Linked DNA regions of Drosophila melanogaster: region 1 is linked to region 2. The links are chromatin contacts, called in public Hi-C maps. All regions are on one chromosome and are shown on one strand. The core of a region is the stretch at or near the end of the contact, and the rest is flanking DNA. Distances in the headings are between cores, read along the strand shown. Region 1 holds the start of eIF3e (eukaryotic translation initiation factor 3 subunit e). Region 2 holds the start of Brr2 (Brr2 U5 snRNP complex subunit).

Region 1 (5,857 bases), core at 1,711-4,210, 820 kb after region 2:
CCCCGTTTCCTTTGGTTCTGGGGCATTACATTTGTGGTAGCCACTACTTTGGTGGCAATTTTCAAGAAGGAGAACGACATCGAAGACGCGCATATGGACGCTCGCTACACGGAGGAGCACGAGTTGAACATCCATGAGAGCTACAAGATATTGTGGGACATGGTGTGCATGCGTCCCGTCCAAATTCTGGCTGTAATTCTGCTCACCGTGAAGGTCACGTTCGCAGCCTCTGATGCAGTGACCAGCTTAAAACTCATTGACGCTGGTGTACCGAAGGATAAGCTGGCTTTACTCGCCATTCCCCTAATTCCTCTGCAGCTCATTCTGCCGCTGGCGGTCGGTCGATATACGAACGGACCACGTCCGATGGACGTCTATCTGAAGGCCATTCCCTATCGCATCATCATGGCAACAGTGGCCACTGGCTTGGCCTACATCACACCCTATATTGTCCGTGGAGGAGCCGTGCCTGCTTATTACTACGTCCTGCTGATCACCAGTTATGCCATCTACCAAGTATTCCTGTACTCCATGTTTGTGGCCGCCATGGCCTTTTTCGCCAAGATCTCCGATCCAGCCGTCGGTGGCACTTACATGACATTTTTGAACACATTGTGCAATCTGGGCGGTAATTGGCCCAACACAGTGGTGTTGTGGTTGGTGGACGTGCTCACCTGGAAGCAGTGCTCCAATAATGCGGAAAATACCTGCCAGGGCAAGGAGGAGCAACAGGTGAGTGCTCAGAGAGAGATTCTACAGCATACAAGATTATTATTATTATTGTATATGGATACATATGTATGGTGAAAGTTTTACCCCAAACCAGGAAAAGATAAACTTTGCCAGTTATGAGATAAAAGTAACTAAACAAATATTTTTCTTAATTTTCTCCCGCAGAGCTGTGAAGCGTCGGCTGGCAAGTGCGAGATAACCTTCGATGGGTACTACTTGGAGTCGGGCATTTGCGTTCTGTACGGCATAGTGTGGCTGCTGCTGGTGCGCAAATGGATCGTTTACTTGCAGGACCTGCCCGTCAGATCCTGGTTGGTGGTCAAGCAGAAATCGCGGTAGCAATCAATAGTGTGATCCGGGGCCAGATCGTCATAAAGATCCAGCACCCACTTGTAGGTACAAACAACTAATTCTAGGATTAGCAGACGTTTGCATTCTGTAGGCTAGCGAAATTACAAATTCCCGCCTTGGTATTGTTTTTTGTATAACTAATTTTGATTCCGAAGGAAATAAAATCAAATGTTGAATTGAGCGAATGAGTAAGATGTTAATTTATTCGCTCGACTGCGCGCAATCATCGGTTTTTAAAGGGTACAAAGAGTCTTAACTTAATTGTGGATAAAAAGTCAGCAACTAGTAGTACTTCCAGGAGTCGGCCGACTCCTGATTCTGCTTCTGCTTGCTCTTGCGCTCAATCAAACCTGCCAAATGCTCCGACCGCATGGACAGCGAGTCGATCTTCTCCACCAGCTGCTGATAGGGACTCAAGGGCTGGGTGCCCATCACCACATGACCCAGTTTCGAATCGATCTTGGCATTCAGACGGGCATTGCGGATAAGGTTGACGATCCAGCACTCAGCCTCGTTGGGCTTCATGTTCAGCTTATCGGCCAGCATGCTGATGGTGATGCACTGGTGGATGCGGCAGAATGTCTCGAAGATCATCAAGCGGGCATCCTCCACGAACTCATTCAGGCAGGCCACGATGAAGAAGTCGTTGAGGATCACCGTCTGGCACTCGTGCAGCTTCAGACGCGCTCCCTCGAAATCAAAGTTCACGTACAGACACTCCAGAAACTCGGTGATGGGATCGCGGTACGTGTACGACTCCTGTTGGATCACCTTGATCAAATCCTTTAGAGCATTGCGGCGGGTGCGGTTGATGACTACGGCGGTGGCCAAGTAACGCATGATGTGCGGACACATTGTCTGAATGGCGTTCAAATACAGGGGCTTGTACAGGAACATCTCAATAATGAGATCGCGTCCCTTGGGGTGATTGAAGAAGACCAGGACCGACCAGTGGATCAGCCAGGTGCGTTGCTGCAGGGCCTGGATGGTGCTGAAGTTGGCGTTGTCAATGTAGTCGCGCAAACGCGTCAGATCCTCCAGAGCAGTGTTCCAGTTGAGGGTCAGAATCTCGGCGGCCAGCTTGCCCCACAGCACATTAAGGTAGTTCTGCAAAATTTGGGAGACAATATCAATTAATATTCTTGTTTTAGTGGTTTTTGCCGCTTTTCATGTTAATTTAGCTCCATACGCACCTTGTCGTTGGGCGACATGACGATGAGGCAGAAGTACAGGTAAGAGGTGGACTCCTGATAGTTGCCGCACTCGTAGAGGTACTTGGCCAGCTTGTAGGCGCTCTCCAGGTGCTCCACCTTAAAATTGTAGTCCTTCTGAAGGGCGTTGACGAAGGTCTTCGAGTCCTTCATGCTCTCACCGTTCTTAAGAATGTCGGTGGCCTTCATGATGGGTGCCACCTCGTTCTGCAGCTGCTTAAGCGTGGCCAGGACCTCCGCCTTGCGCTGCACGAGCTCCTCGGGCATCTCCTGGCTGAGATTGAGACGCTTGCGGGTGTCCATCGTGTAATCGATCATGTTCGTCTTGTTCACCGTCTCCAAAATGTACTCCAGCAGCTCCTGCTGGTTGTAGATCTGCAACGAAAGTCACACATATGAAGATTTCCCATAGTTATGTACTGGTGACTCGGCAACCGCCAGCGGAGCACCGCCTGGTCGCTTTTCTAACCTCCTTGCCGCACAAGAACTCCAGCAGCGGGAAGGTCAAATGCCTGTCCAAAAACTGGCAATTGATGCGTGTCAGATCGAAATTGGCCATGATTGCAGCTGTTTTACTATGTTTTCACAATTAAATTTACACGCAAAATCGGCAGAAAAATACGCGTGCGAGGGCCGACAGTGTGCCCAGAGACGAAAAGAGTGACGCCCGCTCAGAGTTACCAGAGTGTGGTATTTCCACGACATTAAATACCATGACCCTGAAGCCGTATTTTTTTCAAGCTTTCAAAGTGGCGCATTTATTTAAAATAAAATTAAGTCATTGAAACAACTTTCAAAAAATACTCAATTTTCAAAATTTCTATTATCTTAGCATGGCTATTATAGCAATAAAAAATTATTATTTCAATTGTGGCGCCCAGACTGAAACCCGGTCTGGCATCACGGCGAAAAGAGGTACTAACGCCAAGACCTTTCCTGGAGGACGATATCTTCTGTCTTCTTATCGTCAGACTGGACACACTGGAACTTCAGCTCCGCTCGTAACAAGCTTACGGCATAAAACAACAAGATATTGTACTTAGTAATTAAATAAAGCGGTAACTACATAAGTTACCATACAATGAATTTAAAGAAATATTATTAAATATTTTCTACATTACAATGGTTTCTCATTCCTTTAAAGTTATACGCTTTACGTAAAATACCAATAATTTTAAATTACAAGGTATACATATAACAAAGGTTTTTAATTTCAAAAAGACGTTGCCTCTCTTTTCAAGCTATTAATAAATATATTTCCCATGCCAAATTCAAAACACAAATATCAACTCATCGGAGAAATGCTTTTTAATAATTTGAATATTTATTTCATCAAATACTTGCACATAAATATATTTATATAGAGATGTCTGTATAAGGGTATACATTTGGGTTAAATATGTTTTGTATAAATTGTGTAATTCTTTGTATTCGCACATTCAACTGCCAAAGAGCAGATTTGTTTTAACAATAGCCACTTAGGTACATTTGCGGTCAACGGTCGAATGCAGTTCAAAACACAAAAACAACATCTAAAAAATGCGTTTCGATATTGGCCGAGTTTAATACATTTCTCTTTCTGTATATACGATTTATGGATTGTATATAGGATGGTGGAGATCAGCATATCAATTTTCACTTCATATATTTCGTTTGCATAGATTAGGCAACTCAAGCTAAAACAACATTGAAAAAATGCATTTTCTAAATATTTAATGTTCAATTAATTTTCATTTTAACGATAACGGTAAGTTTCTAGTTATTGTCCTTAGATTTTTTGTTGGATATTCGATTTCCGTTAAGATATACATATTGATTGGCTTCAATCAGAATTTCAGTTTGCACTCTTAATTGACTCCTGCCGCATCATCATCATCATCATCATCATCATATGGAGGGCATCTCGACGAACCACTAACAATTCCCAGCCAGCTTTGCGATCAAAATAAAACTAAATGAAACGTGTTTCGTTTTGGTTTGGTGTGTAAAAAACTCAAGTCTTTTTAGTGTAAACTAAACTAAAATCGCGAAAATAAAAATCACAAATCGTTAAAGAATTTCGCACTATAGGCTAAGGACGATGCACGCACACAAAACTTGATATTAGCTGCTCTGGCTGCCTCTGTGGATCCTCTTTAGGATGTCGCGATGACGCCACCAGGTCCTGGAAGCCCACTGGGACGGCCGGTCAGATAGGAATCGACCTGTCGTGCGGCCTGGCGACCCTCGGTAATGGCCCAGACGACCAGCGACTGGCCACGCCGGCAATCTGCAAAGGACAGAAGATAAATTAACATTTTTGTTATGCAAAGATACAGAAATCATTCAATGATTGATGTGATTAACTCTTAATACTAAGCCTATTACTTAGTAGACATAAAACTGACCTCCTGCCGCAAAGACCTTGGAGTTCGAGGTGCCATACTGTCCGTTGGATGCCTTGATGTTGCCGCGCGGGTCCAGCTCCAGGCCCAGTTCGCTCGGCACCGTCTTCTCCGGACCCAGGAAGCCCATGGCCAGGAGAATAAGGTCTGCGGGGAAGTACTTCTCCGAACCGGCCACCTCCTGCATGCGCCACTGGCCCGTTTCCGTCTTGGTCCACTCAACCTCGACGGTGTTCACGCCCTTGATGGCTCCATTTTCGCCCACGAACTCCTTGGTGGTGGTGCAGTACTGGCGCGGATCTTTGCCCCACTTCAGCTTCACCTCCTCGTGACCGTAGTCCACGCGGAAGACCTTCGGCCACTGAGGCCAGGGGTTGTCCTGAGCACGCTTCTGTGGCGGTTCCGGAAGGATCTCGAATGTAGTGATACTCTTGGCGCCTTGACGCAACGACGTGGCAATGCAATCGCATCCGGTATCGCCACCGCCGATGATGATCACATTCTTGCCAGCGGCAGATATTATATCATTCTTTCCGCCCAGCTGCTTCTTCTGCTGCGCCTCCAGGAATTCCATGGCAAAGTGAATGCCCTTCAGGTCACGGTTGGCGAGCGGCAAGTCACGTGGCCAGGTGGAGCCAGTGGTGAGGAGGACGGCATCATACCTGTTGAAAATTTCGAGAGTAATAAGTACAGGTGTTTTAGACTAAATATTCTATTAAAACTTGAGGACTGATTTAACCCAATCATGGCAAAATCGTCAAAAATCAGCTAGATCACCTAAAATGTTCAATTATACTTACTCCTGCAGCAGTTGCTCGGCCTTGAGGTCCTTGCCCACATGGACATTGGTGCGGAACTCGATACCCTCGTCAGCCATCAGATCTACCCGCCGCTTGACCACCTCCTTGGAAAGCTTCATCGTGGGAATACCATACTGCAAAAGTCCACCAACGCGATCGTTGCGCTCAAAAACGGTGACAAAGTGACCGGCGCGGTTCAGCTGCTGCGAGGCGGCCAAGCCGGAAGGTCCTGATCCCACAATCGCAACTCGTTTGCCAGTGCGCACTTCCGGAATCTCTGGCTTAATCCAGCCCTGCTCGAAGGCATGATCGATGATGGCGCATTCGATGTTCTTGATCGTTACAGCTGGCTCGGAGATGCCCAAAACGCAGGAACCCT
Region 2 (5,370 bases), core at 2,152-4,651:
TCGTTCCATGAGCTTCTGCAGCTCCAACTTTTCCTCTTCTCGGACGGAAATATGCCGGAATTCCGAGGATAGGGAGAATACGCGGAACAACTCAATCTCACTAAGAGTTTGCTTAAGGAGCTGGTTGTAAGTCAGCATGGTTTCATGGGTTAGGTAATAGTGAGAGGCAATGCGTCCCAGATCAGTAACCTGAAAGTGTCCCGTCTTCCGATCGTATTTAATAAGGCCACTTCTCTCCAGACAGCAAGCTGCGGTATGCAGGAGATCAGCACGATGCTGTTCCAACAGAGGATCAGCCTTGATGGCATCATGGGAAACTCCGTACAACGTGGGATTCCTCAGCATTCTAATGTACAGATAAGTGTAGCCCAACCAGTTAACTGCATCCTGGAGATGTTGGACCGTTCCTAGCACAATCTCCGCATTGAGCATGTCAGGAAGCTTGGAGATGAATTGGGACTCAATCGGCAACTGCTGGTTGAGCAAGGAGAGATAGAACTGCAACTCACTGTGATTGGTTATAAGAATACCCTCACCCTTGGTATCATACTGCGGTCGTCCAGCACGACCCAACATCTGCAGTACATCCAAAGCACTCAGCTCCACCCAACGTCCTTTTTCCGGATTGTATACCTGCGTGCCCTTGATGATTACAGTATGGGCAGGGAGATTGACACCCCAAGCTAGCGTGGCGGTGGAAACCAAAACTTGAATGTGCCGATCAGCAAATAGATCTTCCACCAAAGTACGATCGACGCGGGTCATTCCAGCATGATGAATGGCGAAGCCGTAGGGCAATAACTCCTTAAGCTCTGTGTTCTTTACTTGTTCGGCTTCAGTCCGCAGCACTTCCATGCTTGCTGATCCTTCCTTAAGAAAGCTACCAAGGGTATCCTGCTCCAGGCACATGTCCCTCACAGCCCTGGCCGTTTTTCCAGTCTCCTTGCGCGAGTGTACGAAGACCAGGACCTGATTACGCCCAGCATGCTCCATGGTCTTCTCATAAACGATCTCGTTCATCACCTGGAATCGCTTTAGGGCCTTCTTCTCCGTCACACCGATATACTGCTGCTCCAGGGACACAGGCCGATAGCTGTTATCAAAGTAGAAGAGGCCTTTATCGGGCTTTACGCGTAGGAAGGTGGCCACGTCCTGATAGTTGGGCAGTGTGGCAGATAAGCCCACCAATCGCACCTCCTCCTGGGTAGTTTCAATATTCCTTATCGTACGCGCCACCAGGGCCTCAAGCACCGGACCACGCTCGTCGTGGAGCAAGTGAATCTCATCGATGATAACCAACCGGACTAAGCTCACAAAGGTACGCTCGCCTCCCTTTCGAGTGATGATATCCCACTTCTCTGGTGTGCACACAATCACCTGCGTGGCGGCGATCTGTTCCCTGGTCAGCTGGTGATCTCCAGTCAACTCAGAGACCGTCAGATTATAGCAAGCAAGACGTCGTCCAAAATTGCCAACCATTTCCTGCACCAGCGATTTCATGGGAGCCACGTAAATGATTTTGAAATCCTGCGCATTGATGGTGCCATCCTCGTTGATGTGCTTTCCAATCTCCCGCATCATGGTTAGCAGTGCCACATTAGTTTTACCAGCTCCAGTAGGGGCGCACAGCAGCATATTCTCATCACTGTCCAGTGCGGCCTTGTACAAACGACTTTGGATACGATTAAGGGTCTTGAAACCCTCGAACACAGGCTGCACATATTTCGGAAGCTTGTCCACAGGCTGAAGTTCCTCATTGGCATCAAATGGCACGGGTTTCAGTGCAGGCACGTGCACCTCCTCGTAGCCCTTTCGTTGTTTCCTGTAGGAGCCGTCGGGAAGCTGACAGCGCTTGTTGGCCATAAAGTGAGATCCTTGAGTGAATGCCATCTCTTCCAACTCGAGTAGCTGTCGCACACCGGCCACCTGCCCGGCAGCCGCCGCTCCACCATCCTCTGCATCGCCTTTGCCACGCTTGCTTCCCCGTGCTTCGCCCTCCTCCTGATCCTCTGACTTTCCCGTATCCAATTGCCGAAGGATTTTGGCCAACGCAGAATTTCCGCGCATCTTCTCGCGAATCCTTTGCCGCTCGCTGTCCGTTTGGGCCGAGGCGAGCATGGTGCAGTACAGGACCATCTGCCGGTTAAGCTTCAATTGCTTAATGAAGTCAAAGCAATCGTAGCCCAGCAGAAGCACCAATTGATTTTCGCAATCGCGATCGTCGGCGGCATCTTTGAGGATCTTCAACACATCGGCGGCTTTGCTTTGCGACACCATGGCGTCCTTGTAGAACTTGCTCAGACAACGCTGCAACCAATACGCATCTATGTCCAGAGGATGCAAGGAGCGCTCTTTCTTTACATTATTTGCGGCTTCCTCGTTGGCTAGCTGGGAAGGGATACACGAATAAGAAATGGGATTCGCAATTTTAACTACATTACTCACATTCTCTGCATGCAGTGTGTGATCAATGCGGGCCTCCTCTCCTTCATCCTGGGCATCATCGTCGCGAATCTCGCCATACATGTCGTTGTCGCTCTCCTCTTCGGATTCCTCAAACTGAACATTGATGCCGTAGGTTTCATCGATCTGCTCCTCGTTGTTGGGAGCAGCAGTCAAAGCATTCACGGCATCGCTGCCAAAGTCTGTGATTTTTTTGCCCAGGTTAACCAGCAGAGCGAATCGCTCATCTGTAACTGCGCCCAGCAAGCTGTCTATATCCTTCTTTCGCTCCCGATCCTTTAAACGATCGTTCTTGAGGACAGCCAGAATCTCATCAGCGGCACCGCACAGGATATCCCTGGGCTGATCCCCCAGAGCCTCCTGGATGAAACTGAGCAGGACCTCGTAGGTCTGACGAGTTTCCTGGGTCTTGGGTCGATACACAATGCCCACCATCTCGTCAATGCCCTCGGAGAGCAGAGTGGCTCCCTTCATCCGCTCGAAATCGTACTGGGCCTCGTCGCGCTTCTGACGTTTCACCTTGCGCTCCTCCGTTTTCTCCGGCTTCGTTCGCTGGTACCGATCTCCCATCCTTGTTCCGTCCAGCTTTCCCACCAGGGAACACACCTCGCCAGTGGCCTCATCGCGGCGCGGACGTTCGATGAGTCGGACATCGGCTTGCAGCACAAGATTGGAGTTCTGAAAAATGGAAAATACATTTAACGTGTTTGTGAAATTCTGGTGAGACGCCGCATGGAGTGGGAGAAGTTTTCCCGGGCGGGATTTGACACTTACCGCCTTGTACTCGTATTGCAGCTGACGTGCTGCGGCATCCGCCATGTCTGTTTAGTTGTTTTTATAAGTATTAAGCACTTTTATTAACCTATTTTACAACTTTTTGCGGAAATATCGTAGTGAAAAGCCGCTGTTTGTGGCTACGCGTGCTGCCAGATTGTCAAAAGGCTAAAGAGATGCCATATGTGCGAAGCCAACTGAAAATCGATATCAGGGCTGCCATTTGTAGGAAACCTATCGTTAGCGCGCGCATCTAAGTTTTTAAAAATGTAGCCCATCAACATTCTATTTAAAATTTGAATACTGGTTTTTTAGCTTTTGTAAACACCAAAATTTCCTACGCACTAGCAATCCACAAAAGAAATTGCTATAAATTTGACCATAATTCTCATAATTGAGATATATCTAGTATATTTTAAGTTCCGAACTGCGGCTTCGGTCACACTGGCGGCGACGTCGGCAGCGATGCCGACGTCTATTTACAACGCATCGTTTTGTTTATTGTTCAGTCAGATCAGAGTAATGTGCTTATATATGAGGCTGCAGCTGGTTTAACTGGAAACATTTGTGGTCCGTCGACTGCTCGAGATCATTGTACACGGCTGACACAATTCATTACAAAGCAATCGAAGGTAAACCAGTGAAGAGGAACAAGTGCCAGCATGCTGCTGCCCCCGTACCAAGAAGCCTGCAATCCCGGCTTCTGTGATTGCCCGTTTCCCAACTCCATTGAGGTTACCAACCACAAGGGCCATATACCCGACCTGGTCAGGTGCCAATGCGGCGAGGATGAGTCCGGAAACGTGAATGCCTGGCGGTGGCACGCCACTGATGAATCGGATGCCGTGGTCACCGACCGGGACATCATCTTCCATCCCACCTACAGTCAGGGCACGGCGATTGTGAGAGGGGAACAGGCCCTAAAAACAAACATGGTGCACTTTTGGGAGATGCGCGTCATCACGACTCTGGCCGGCACGGATGTGGTTAGTTATCAGGCCGGCTTGGCAACTAGTTGGGATGCTCAGCATGATGAATGTCACTCAAAGTCGCCGCCTTAAAATAGAACACAACTAACCAGGCATCTGGTGTGCTCGTTTCCATTGGAGACGACTTGATTGTTCGCTTCGTTGTATTATGGATTACAGATTACAACGCGGCGATAAGATAACAGACGCAGCGGGAGGAGGAAATCTCAGCAGACACCCCAACTAGATGATAAGCCAGCTAAAGTTCAATGTAAATAATGTTCTCTTTATAATTGCCTTTCTTTTCTTATAACTTTTCCTAGATGTTCGGCATCGGCACGGAAAGCGTTAATCTAGGGCAGTTCAAGTTTCACTTTGTCTCGGCCCTGGGCACCAATGCCCAGTCCTGGGGCTTTTCGTATTCCGGAAGGATTCAGCACTGTGGCGAGTTACTGCCCTACGGCCAGAAGTTCTCGCAGGGCTGCTTGATTGGTGTCTGTTTGGATCGAACGCGTGGGCACTTGGAGTTCTATTTGAACCGCAGATCGCTGGGAGTGGCCTACACCAATGTCCCGACGGATCCGGATGTCAAAATATATCCCATGGTCTGCTCCACAGCCGCGAAGTCCGTAATTAGGCTGATCAACTGCACTTCGCAACCAGTCACACTGCAGCTGCGATCTTTCCAAGCATTGTCCAGGCAGCCGCTCAAATTGGCCGAACTGCGTCAAATGCCGGGTCTCAAAGGCATCATGCAATCCTACTGGTTCCTGGCACCGCCAATTCGTTACTCCCGGAACTCCCGCGAAAACGAATTGGATCTGGGCGACGAAGCAGTGCTCTCAAGCTCCAAGCAACGGTTGAGGCGCAAACAAAAGTACCGAGGTGAGGTCACGAAGTTACGTCCACTATCATTTCTGCCACATCACTTTTGCAATTTCAATTAATAGAAACCGACGATGCGGCTGTTGATGAGGACGACTTGTACGCCAATGCACACAAAATCACGTTGCGAAGCAGTGATAGCGGCGACGAGGAGCACACCGCTAGTGTCCACGAGATGTGCGACGAGTACTTCCACTACCTGCTTTAGTCTTACCAAGCATATCAATATGTTTAAGTATGCATTTATTTGAAGGAGCTTAGTTATAAATGTAATAAGTAG

Evidence for each region. A called contact is a pair of places that touch in the nucleus more often than the background predicts.
Region 1: a contact with region 2 is called in a Hi-C map of the Kc167 cell line, with 2.7 times the contacts expected there. The contact joins the promoter of eIF3e here to the promoter of Brr2 in region 2. A contact is called at or near these places in 14 of 107 Hi-C or Micro-C datasets (the D17-c3 cell line, the Kc167 cell line, the ML-DmBG3-c2 cell line and 6 more).

Annotation. Positions count from the first base shown.
Region 1 is chr3L:16,783,981-16,789,837 of dm6, forward strand. It overlaps eIF3e (eukaryotic translation initiation factor 3 subunit e), which reads right to left and starts at 2,961. Exons shown (of 3, transcript NM_058037.5): 1 at 2,764-2,961; 2 at 2,277-2,669; 3 at 1,262-2,190. The coding sequence starts at 2,853. The coding sequence ends at 1,366. CG9674 reads right to left here. Exons shown (of 15, transcript NM_176339.2): 13 at 5,479-5,857; 14 at 4,682-5,340; 15 at 3,593-4,563. The coding sequence ends at 4,430. It overlaps CG9706, which reads left to right. Exons shown (of 3, transcript NM_140664.4): 2 at 1-732; 3 at 898-1,266. The coding sequence ends at 1,071.
Region 2 is chr3L:15,964,471-15,969,840 of dm6, forward strand. Brr2 (Brr2 U5 snRNP complex subunit) reads right to left here and starts at 3,402. Exons shown (of 6, transcript NM_140561.4): 1 at 3,238-3,402; 2 at 2,446-3,141; 3 at 1-2,388. The coding sequence starts at 3,282. CG10516 reads left to right here and starts at 3,734. Exons shown (of 3, transcript NM_140562.2): 1 at 3,734-4,223; 2 at 4,529-5,090; 3 at 5,156-5,370. The coding sequence starts at 3,900. The coding sequence ends at 5,298.